3 separate regions of the Mus musculus genome follow, and all the other regions are linked to region 2. Evidence: chromatin contacts called from public HiChIP or PLAC-seq and Micro-C data. All regions are on one chromosome and are shown on one strand. Each heading gives the region's core, a stretch centred on a gene start, on an enhancer-like site or on the middle of the called end of the contact. The rest is flanking DNA. Distances are from core to core; before and after follow the strand shown.

Evidence for each region. A called contact is a pair of places that touch in the nucleus more often than the background predicts. HiChIP or PLAC-seq counts read pairs in DNA pulled down with a chosen protein or histone mark.
Region 1: a contact with region 2 is called in an H3K27ac HiChIP or PLAC-seq map of the NIH/3T3 cell line, with 7 times the contacts expected there. The contact joins the promoter of 4930573C15Rik here to the enhancer-like site in region 2. A contact is called at or near these places in 2 of 15 datasets of contacts at CTCF or cohesin (the G1E-ER4 cell line and the NIH/3T3 cell line), 9 of 484 Hi-C or Micro-C datasets (the G1E-ER4 cell line, Th1 cells, bone marrow-derived dendritic cells and 3 more), 19 of 115 datasets of contacts at active chromatin or transcription factors (the NIH/3T3 cell line, SST interneurons, T-cell acute lymphoblastic leukemia and 12 more) and 2 of 9 other capture datasets (liver and pancreatic islet).
Region 3: a contact with region 2 is called in a Micro-C map of the HL-1 cell line, with 3 times the contacts expected there. The contact joins two enhancer-like sites. A contact is called at or near these places in 1 of 15 datasets of contacts at CTCF or cohesin (large pre-B cells), 2 of 484 Hi-C or Micro-C datasets (the HL-1 cell line and bone marrow-derived macrophages) and 5 of 115 datasets of contacts at active chromatin or transcription factors (embryonic stem cells, fetal liver and pancreatic cancer cells).

Annotation. Positions count from the first base shown.
Region 1 is chr5:146,702,170-146,705,618 of GRCm38.p6, forward strand. It overlaps 4930573C15Rik (a long non-coding RNA gene), which reads left to right and starts at 1,668. Exons shown (of 2, transcript XR_868703.2): 1 at 1,668-2,018.
Region 2 is chr5:146,866,274-146,869,831 of GRCm38.p6, forward strand. All of the region lies in intron 2 of Gm38748 (a long non-coding RNA gene), which reads left to right. Among named protein-coding and RNA genes, the nearest start is that of Gm38748, 10 kb to the left of the region's middle. Within about 2 kb of position 1,643, at least 168 of the 459 cell types and tissues checked have an H3K27ac peak or open chromatin away from gene starts, as enhancers often do. A contact at or near this core is called in the G1E-ER4 cell line, the HL-1 cell line, the NIH/3T3 cell line and 8 more, where this site is marked.
Region 3 is chr5:146,674,345-146,677,755 of GRCm38.p6, forward strand. No RefSeq gene overlaps it. Among named protein-coding and RNA genes, the nearest start is that of Gm34700, 24 kb to the right of the region's middle. Within about 2 kb of position 1,362, at least 114 of the 459 cell types and tissues checked have an H3K27ac peak or open chromatin away from gene starts, as enhancers often do. A contact at or near this core is called in the HL-1 cell line and pancreatic cancer cells, where this site is marked.

The DNA.
Region 1 (3,449 bases), core at 418-2,917, 160 kb before region 2:
GCTACTGGGGATCGAACCCAGGCCCCCATACTTTTATAGCAAACACTTTCTTGACTGAGTCGCCTCCCCAGTCCCACAGCCGGTTTTGAACCCTGGTCAGATCGCACATCTGGGATGACCTGAGGTCAGAGTTGCTTCTTTCCACCATCTTAAACAAAAGGACAGCACCCAAAAGTTTCCCAGTACTAAGGTCTTGCACAGTACATGGAAGACAGCTGTGAATCCAGTCTTCCAACAGATCCCCCAAAAGTCAAAAATATCACCAGGAAACGGCCTGATACTGCTGGGGTAAGAGAGTCTCGTGATTACGTGAGCCCACCAACCAGCCGCTTACCACCATCCCTGATGGCTGGATGCCTGTCTGCCTTGATGGCTACTCAGACTCAGCCTGGCACTAGGGGTGCAACAGAGGTTATTTTAAGATATTATTTGGGTAAAGGCAAAGAGAAAAGGTGCTGTTTAAGGGGTTCCCATAAGCCCCAGGAATGGTATGAATGGTTTAAAGTGTCCAACGATCTTGTCAGTACCCTACGTTCAGAGACCTGCTTGGAGACCTGCTTCCCCCCTTTGCAGCTGCCAGACTTTCCCCTTTAACTGTAGAGAGTGGAATTTTTCTCACTCCCTTACAACCAAATGCACTACTAGGTACATAAGTGAGAGACACCATTGAAATAAAATAAGAGACCTCTGCAGGTCAAGGGGAAGACTTTGGGAGTCTCACTGTGTAACCCCCTGATAGTCTGGGACATGCTACGTAGAGCAGGATGCACTCAAACTCAAAGAGATCCTCCTGCCTCTGCCTCTCAAGTGCTGCCGTTAAAGACATTCAGGGTCCTCACCTGCCACACCATGGTTTTCTCGGTTTTCTCGAGGAAGGATCCAGATGCCCTTCGCTAGAGATCAAACTGACACAAACATGAGCTACCCTGCAGATTCCCCTGGAGACGTTTCAGTGTGCTTCCCGGGGCAGTTAGAGGACCTCAGAGATCATCTTGTTTGGATACGATGTAACATCTGTACCTGCAGCCCTTGTGATGTACCTAGGAGACTGATGTGGCTACAAAGTCTATTTGGTTCTCTTTTTTTTGGGGGGGGGGGTGGCGGGCTTCAAGACAGGGTTTCTCTGTGTATCCTTGGCTGTCCTGGAACTCACTCTGTAGACCAGGCTGGCCTTGAGCTCAGAAATCTGAAGAGACATGCCCTGTTCCAGCCCTGAACTGACTGCCTTAAAAATTTTTTTTTCTGGTCAATTCTGTCCCCCAAATCCACTTGTTCTAGGCCAAATGACTGAGAAGCAAGAGAGAAGGAAAAGCAAAGAAGGAAACAGCTGTCAATAGGACCATCTCTCACCTTTGCATCTGAGGGTTTTTTTTTTCATTATACATATGTCTAGGTTAAAAAAAATGATGTATCATCCCACAACTTATTAAAAAGAAGGGGGGAGTTGGTGGTGCTGGTGGTAGAGAAGGAGGAGGGGGAGAAGGAGAAGGGGAGGAGGGGAGGAAAGGGTAGAGGAGGAGGAGGAGAAAGAGGAAAGAGATGTATAGAAAGAGTATCCACAACACACGTGAAGCCAGTCACAGGCGCCACTCAGTCTGCAGCTGGCCCAAGTTTATCTCTGACCATCCCCCCGGCAGTTTGAAACATTACAGTTCACTGATAACCAGAAATGACTAAGCGCTAAGGCTGCTCAAATATCACCCCTGTAGCACCAATAAAAAACCCATAACTCCTGGCCTGGCAGAGAACTGTGGCCAGCACGCTGAGGAAGGGATGGTTATATTACCCAACCACGGGTTACAAATGGCTTTGTAATCAGTATCTTCCATACCCAGCTTAGCCCGAGTGGCCCTCAAGCCAGCACAGCCCCGTGGCAGACCAGAGGCCTTCCACTTCCTGGAAAGTGGATGTCTGAGAATTGATCATTCCTGGAGCTAGCTCTCTCAGAGCTCCGTTCCGTCTCCATTCAACCTGATGCTAACGACAGCAGGGTCTGGCTGGCCCCACTTCTACCATAAGTAAGAGAGTCACAGGGCAATGAGAATTTCTCAAGGAATCTGAAGGCCCCCTTCCCCAAACTAGGAAAGGGGCCACATGGCAGCTGGGACAAAGATTGCTGTAATTTTAAAAATGATTTTTATCATTATTTTTATATTATGTGTATGATGAAGGGGTGGTTTTATGTGTACAATTTTATGTGTACGATGAAGGGATGGTTATTTTACGTGTATGAATGTTTGCCTGTATGTGGCTATGCGCAACACATGCATGCAGTACCCAAGGAGGCCAGAAGAGGGCATCAGATTCCCCCTGGATCTGGAGATTAATATGGTTGTGTGCCAACTGAGAGCCAGAAACCCAACCCAGATCCTCTGTGAAAACAGCCAGTGTTTTTAACCACTGAGCCATCTCTCTGGCCCACATTGTTACTGTTTTAAAGAGTGGTGCCTAGGAGACAAACAAACGTAATTAATTTTTAAATCTAGGGCTAAAATGAGATGTGCAGATAGCCACTCCCATTGACCCAGGCCCAAGGGCTGATTGAGTACCTGGGTGAATCTGTCCTATGGCTTTGTTCCATGCTACCAGCAGACAACCAGTCAGTGATATTACTCAGTGGCTAAAAAGGATGGTCTCTCTCTCTCTCTCTCTCTCTCCCTCCCTCCCCCCTCTCTTTCTTTCTTTCTTTCTTTCTTTCTTTCTTTCTTTCTTTCTAAATTGGTGTCATGTGGATAGTAAGATGCACACATTCTAACAGAATGTTGTGTGTGTACATGTTTGTGCATGCAGCAGCCAGACAATCGTTGGTGAAGAGCGTTCCTGTGTCCTGGTGTCCCCATCCCCTTCCCACACTCAGTCAGTCAATCCCCTCAGCCTTTTGCTCCGACAGAAGTATTATCTGAACGTCTAGCGCTGTAGATTTGTGGTATCTGGTTTTAGAAGTTAAATAAACGTATTCACAGCCAGGGTACCCTTAAGTCTCTGGCTTTTTATCATTCAACATTATGTCTTTGATATCTTTGTGTATTGGCTGTGTATAGTGTTTCATTGATGAGTTGTTGTTGTTGCTATTATTATTATTATTATTATTATTATTATTATTATTATTATATTACTACATAAGGTCTTGCTATGTAGTCCAGGCTGACCCAAAATTCACAATCCGTCTGCCTCCCAAGAATTGCCAGGAGTCTGACTAGTCTCACTGTTTGGCCCCTCTAACCCTTACCGTACCCCACCCTCACATACCCACCCCTCCCCCACCATATAAATGATGCCCCGTTCTCCCACTCAAATCAGCACTTAATCTTGTCTATGATCCTGGCACACAGATGATATGACCCTTCCGCCACCCCTAAAGCTCCTCTGCTGGGGGCATCTTGTTTATATGAGGCTCAAGAATGTTGGCAGCGGCAGTAGATTCTGGGAAGCCTGTTGGGAAATGTTTT
Region 2 (3,558 bases), core at 393-2,892:
GACCCTGGGGGGGCTCCTGGAGAGGCTGCCGGTCCTCAGTCTATTCTGGAAGATTGGAGAAGTTGGTTCTAAAACTGCCAAAGGAAAGCTGTAGCAAAGAGATACATGAACTTGCCAGCAAGACAAAAAACAAACAAAAAAAGCAGGCAAAAAGCAAAATTTCTTCTTTCCATCCATATCTTTTTATCTGGGCTGCACACATTCAGGGCGTGGCTTTATGTTTTTAATAATCTGATTAAGAAAGGCCCCTGTAGAAGTGCCCAGCAGTTTGCAGTAAAGTTGACAACCAAGATATGACATCATATCTTCCATAGCCTAAATTCATGTATCAAACCCTTCTTCCATGGTGGGGTGCTATTAGGACAGGGGGCTTTAGGACTGGGCTAAGACTGGATGAACCATAGTGTGTGCCTTCACAAAGGGATTTTTGAGCTTATAACAGAACATCAGAGAGCAATCTCCCTCCCTCTCGCGTTCCCTCTCCTTCCCTCCCTCCCCCTCTTTCTCCACCCCGCTAATAGCAGTTACTTTTTAATCACAGTGGCCTAAAAAAAAAAAAAAAAAAAAAACGAGATATAATTTTGGCTCACAGGCTCACAGGTTTCAGGGTCACTGCCCATCCTGGTGGGCAAGATAGGGCAAAGAACTTGGCTCATGTCATGGTGGGCCAGAAGACAGGGAGACAGGAAGTGACCAGAGGTAATATACACATACCTGGAGCCTGCCTCAAGGAACCTTCTTATTCCATCTAGGTCTCCCTTCCCCCTATAGGAGCAAGCATTCAAGTCATAAGCCTGTGTGGGGCGTTATAGATTCAAATTTAAAAAAAAAAGATTTATCTATTTATTATATGTAAGTACACTGTAGCTGTCTTCGGACACACCAGTAGAGGGCGTCAGATCTCATTACGGATGGTTGTGAGCCACCATGTGGTTGCTGGGATTTGAACTCAGGACCTTCGGAAGAGCAGTCAGTGCTCTTACCCATTGAGCCATCTCGTCAGCCCTAGATTCAAATTTTAACCCAGGGTTTTGTTTATGTGGCCCAAACTAGCCTCAGCATTACCATCCCCCTGCTTCAGCTTCCAAGCCCTGAGAGTATAGGCACGCATCACCATATTCCTCCCCACCCCCACCCCTGAGCACTCTTTCAGTCCTGTGAGAACCCAGATAACAGGCGCCATCCATGAGCCAGGAAGCAGGCCCTCCCCAGATTCTAAATTTGCTTTATGATCTGATCAGTGGCATCTCAGCCTCCAGAAACAGGAGGGGGAAATTCTATCATGTGAGCTGTTTCTTCTACGACGCTTGATGCTTTCTTACCGCCGCCTAGCCAAGACACCTGCCACGCCCCTCCACCCACTCAGTGCTCCGGTGCCTAGAGCTAGTTCTAAAGCTAAAATGCTTAGTCTCCTCCTAAAGGCTGAGCTCCGGTCCCACGCGCTACCATCAGCTGTCCTTGCTGTCCCTCCATCTGTGTAACTGAATGTTCTTAGCACAGTGGGCACTCGGTCAGCAGTGAGGCTCCTTCCTGCTTCCTGCCGCCCCCCTCCCCCCCTCCCAGTTAAGAAACCCGGTCCGAAGCTGAGGACAGAATCTTCAGACACTGCCAAGAGGCACTGTTGACAAGGGTAGTGATTCAGGCCGAGTTCCTGGCGGTTCAGAACGCACTGAGTGTGTTAATGGGTCTGCTGGCTCCTTCTTTGTGTATGTCAGAAACTGCTGATCTGATGAAGAGGTTTTCAGCCATCTCCCAGCAACTGGGTGGTAGCCCTAACGGGGAGAGTCACAGCCTTTCTTGGGAGCCCCCAGGGTGCCAGGGCTTCTGGGAGGCGGGGAGGATACAGGTCTACCCGTGGAAAGTGAATGACCTCAGCTGCTCTGTCCCTTACTCCTCAAGGGCCCCATGGTCCCTGTCAGTGATAATGACAGCGGCATGGGGACCATAGTTTCTGGCCAGACCTTGAGGTAACCTTTTCTCTATCATCTGGCTCAGACTTCAGAACCCCCAGAAAGCCTAGATCTGTAAATGGGAACTCTGAGGCTATTGGGGTCTGGAAGGCTGAGTTGTTTGCCCAAAGACAAGGGTTTGGTAAACAGCAGAGGCTTAAGTCAGCTTCTGTCCCCATCCCCCACCCCAATCCCTCTTTTCCTCTTCCCCTTCTTTCCTTTTCTCTCTCTTCCTTGGAGGGAATTGTTTCAGCATCTGGCTTGTGTTAAGCACTATCAGAGACATAGTGGAGAACAGGACAGGTAGGTTTCCCCTTGAGCGCTTGGCAGACGCCACAGGGAGAGTGTCCCTTCCTGGAGGCCCCAGCTCTTCTTCAAGCTGAATTCTGAAGTGAGCCTGGCCAAGGCTGAGCTGTGGGACCCTGAGGCACATGCACCAGAAGCCAGACTTTGGGGTGAATGAATTTGTCCAAGATGAGGGTATTGTGGGAGGATAAGAGGGAAGGTAGACTGGGATGGAATCAAGGAGGGTAACTTCGAGGATTATAAGTGGATGAAGAAGCCTGTGACAGGATCAGAGAGGGACATCACCAGATGGGAGGAGGACCAGAAGAGGGAGTGTCTGAAGAGTTAGGGAGGGCAGGAGTGCCCATCTCAGAGCATGGGACAGTCCATCAAACACACGCCGGCTGAAATTTGCTAACGTTTGCTAATGCAGCTACTTCCTCTTCCATTTGGTTTTCCAAGACAGGATTTCTCTGTGTAACTCTGGCTGCCCTGGAACTTGCTCTGTATATCTGGCTGAACTCAGAGATTCTCCTGCCTCGGCCTTCCGAGTGCTGGTAGTAAAGGTGAGCCCCACCCTCACCCACAGTTTCTTTCTTTCTTTTTTAGAATATTTTTATTCGTTCTTTGACAATTCTACAATGTATACAATGTATCCTGCTCATATCCACCCTTCTACTCTCTCCAGATGCCCAGCATGTATTCCCCACACCCCCACACCTCATGCCCTCTGATGTGTGTTTGTGTGTGTGTGTGTGTGTGTGCCCACTGAGTTCATTTAGTATTGTCTGAATGCACATGGGCCCATCCCCCACCAGAGCGTGGACAACCTACCAGTGATCACACATCCCTAAAGAAAAATGACTGCCCCTGTTCAGCAGCCACCAACTGCTAATAGCTTCTCAGTTTGGGTGGGGGGAACCTCATGGACCCTCTCCTGTTTGTTCTAGAAGACTAGCTCAATCACATGCAGACAACCATAGCTGAAGAAAGGAATGTCACAGTCATGTCACCTCCACTCCCAGAAGATGGCATTTCACACCATCCCTCTCTATCCTCTGTTTTTTAGTCTTCCTCCCCATCTCCCATGACAGTCCCTGGGTCAGTTCTTGGTGTGGAGGTGGGAGGTTAATGCAGACAGTCAGATGGACCAGTGCTTGGGCCAGCTGCAGGAGTCTCTGCACAGACTGCTACCCACTCCCGCTGCAGAAAAAGCCACTTAGATCACAGCTGAGAACAGCACTGATTTATGGATACAAACACAAATACTTAGGAAGCAGTTGGGCCACATTCCCACTTAGCAGTGTAACAACAGTAATATGGT
Region 3 (3,411 bases), core at 112-2,611, 190 kb before region 2:
TTTTAGAACATTTACACAGGGCTGCAGAGATGGCTCCGTGGTTAAGAGCACTGGTTTCTCCTGCAGAGGACCCAAGTTCAATTCCTGGCACCCACATGACAGCTCACAACCATCTGTAACTCCAGTTCTAGGGGATTCAATGGTCGTTCTGGCCTCTGCAGGCACAAGACATACATATGGTTCCCATACATATGTTCGGGCAAAACAGTCATACATTTAAATTAATTCAAACACCCTCCTCCTGGTGCCCATAATGCATGGTTTACTGACAGCAAACACGAGCCATCACCAAAGACCAGCATGGTGTGGGCCAGAAAGCCCCTCTCTACAGCCCTGCCCGAATTGTCAAGCCCCCCCTTACCCAGATGGCACCAAAACTGAGTTCCGGACGGCGCCAGCCCCGAGTTGAACAACTACCAAGCACTTGAACCAGGACCTTATATGGCGAAAAGCCAGCTCATTCCTGACACATCCAGGGTTCCCCACCTGACTTCTCTGTCCTCGGCGTTGCCCAAGAGCTGCTCCTATATACCTGAGCTTGTTTGCTGGCAATTAGGTCTGATCTGGTCACTTCCCAATGCATCCCCGCCCACACACACTCCCCCAACCTTTTTGGGAGGGGAGAAGGCGACGTGGGGGGATGATGAGAGAGGAAAGGAAGGAAAATTCTGGTTAATAGAAACCTCTTAAAAGTAAGGACAGGGTGAGATGCACACCACGTTTGGATTCTTGGTCCCTGTGGTTGCAGGTGGGGTTGCCATTACCCTCCCACCAGCGCCCTGAGTCTCCCGCCACAACTCCCGTCTGAGCAGGAGTCTCCGAGAGTCAAAGGGAACAGGAACTGTGTGTGTCCTGGACTCTGACAAACTGAGGACATGGTCTGACTGTGGCCTCAAGCAGGAGAGGGCACCCACCCCCACCCTCCACCCCAACCCCCACCCCCACCCCCATCCCCGTTTGAATACAACCCTGACCTTTTCTTCACCTGCCCTTGCAGGATTGGATAGTTAACAAAGCTGCAGTGTTCCATCCCGCCACAGGATGGCAGTATTGTCGCGGGTAACACACGGCCTTAGTCCCACGAAACAGCTTCCGCATTACTGAACCTCAGGAAACACACAGGCTGATAACTTATTATAAAATAACCATGAAGCTGCAAGTTAAAATAAAAATAACTATGATCACATAAAATAAACAACCTTTATTTATTAAACCTCCTTACTAAATATTTGGTGTGCAGGAAAAAAAAAATTCTTTCCAGGGTGAAATTGAAGATTGCATTCTGATGTCTCTAAGCTGTGTTTCAAGGGCCTTTCCCTTGAAGTGGAAGTGCTGCCAGGAGCCATGGCGAGAGGCGGACAGAATAGCATAGCGCTGGGGACAGAGGCCTGAGCTCCACCTACAATTGGACCGTGGCTCCAGAGGCTCTCTCTTGTGTCTGATTTCTGAATCCAAGAATGGCGGTGGGTCCCACTTCACGAGCTGTGAGGAGCCACAGAGCAAACGCCCATCAGGTAGTCAGTGGTGCATAATATGTGCTCAAAAGCAATTAACTTCAGCCATTCTCAACTTGCTGGGACCTCTTGGGGGAATCTTTAAAGTCATCTAGTTCCTTTGCAGTTGGAGGAAGCTCTTACCCATAATTCTCTTTCTACAGTTTCAACCTGCCTGTGGTTGGGTTGAAAACTAAATGGAAAAAAAAAAATCCAGAAATGAGCATTTCACAAGTTCTAAACAGTGCCTCATTCCAAGAAGTGGCACAGTGGCCTTTGTCATTCCGCTCCTCCCAGCCCGGGGTTGGTCATGCTTTTGTGTAGTGTATCCACACGGTACATGCTACCTGTTTTCTAGTTACCTAGGAGCTAACTCAGTTATCCGATTGACTGTCCTTGTACAGAGCATCTCTATCTTGGATAGTGTCCAAGAACCCTGCCGTTTCAGAAATCCTTGGGAGAGTGGGGCTGGGGGGGGGGGGAGCTGGAGAGGGTGGTCCTGGAAGGTATTCCTTGCAAGTAGGTCTCTGGTTCACCTGTGTTCATCATCAAGTCATTCAGAGTAGCCATGTGTCCCCCAGCATGAGGAGACCGCGGCCTCGGCACCCAATGGAATAGTACTCAGACTGAAAAGGAATAAAACCTGGCACATGTGACGGAGTGGCTAAAGCCAGGGGACACTTGGCTACTCTGAATGACTTGATGAAATAAGCCAGACCCGAGAAGAGAATTCCTGTATGATGTTACATACATGAGGTCAGACTTAGAAAGGAAGACTGGGGTGTTGGCTGCCAGGAGCTGGCCGCGGTGGGTGGAGGAAGTTAATGTTTAATGAAATCTGCTCCAGTTTCGGTTCTGCATGATGAAAAGCCGTGGAGGCAGATGGTGGGGGTTGCGCAAGGACTAGAAGGGACTCAATGCCGCCGAACCGCATGCATGATGACGGCCAACGTGGTCCTGTTTTATGGTATCTCAGTTAAAGCAGTATTTTATTATGTTAGAAAGAAGTGGTTTCCTTTCATGGGTCCACATGGTTGAGATCCTGTGGCTCTGGGTAAGACATAGAGTAAAATTTAAATTTAAATAGTGGCTCTTAAAAGGGACCCTCTCATCCCACAGAGTCTGACTCAAACTCAGCAGTGACCTCCTGAGGGTGATTGCAGCAGCTTGACATTCCCAGAGTCCTCTCTAATAGCAGTGACCTTCTACAACCCTGTCACCTACTGCCCTCAGGGGCTGAATGGGTTCAGGCCCCCACTCCACCCCACCCACCCCACCCCACCCCCATTCCTAAGCCCCAGAACCATCCACTGATTTCACCCTTCCCCCAGATTCTTTGTCCTCCTTGGGCCCCCAAAGAAGCTAAGAGGGCTTTGGGGGACTGCATTATACCCTAGAGGGATTTTAACCTTCCTTGGAAAGAATTCAGAGCTGGCAACAGACTCCTGACCCAGAACGCCCCCTTTGCCAGGAGTCGAGTTGACAGCCCAGCTGGCATGCAAATACGGACAGAACGGATGGGGACGCAAGTCCTTCAGTAGCAGAGTGAGAAGTCCATGCGAGACCAGCATTGCATGTCTCATACATGTGATTGCACAGCGGACCGGCATCTACATTCTGTTGTTGTTGGTGGTGGTGGTGGTGTTTTTAAGGATTTATTTAATTTTTTTTATGTATCAGTACACTGTTGCTCTCTACAGAGATGTCACAAGAGGGCATCGGATCCCATTACAGATGGTTGTGAGCCACCATGTGGTTGCTGGGAATTGAACTCAGGACCTCTAGGAGAGCAGTCAGTGCTCTTAACTGCTGAGCCATCTCTCCAGCCAGACATCTACATTCTTAAAACACGCATGGGCAGTAGAGCAAACAACCAAAGAGGAGGTGTTTACAGACTCAGTTGGAACTACTCAAATGA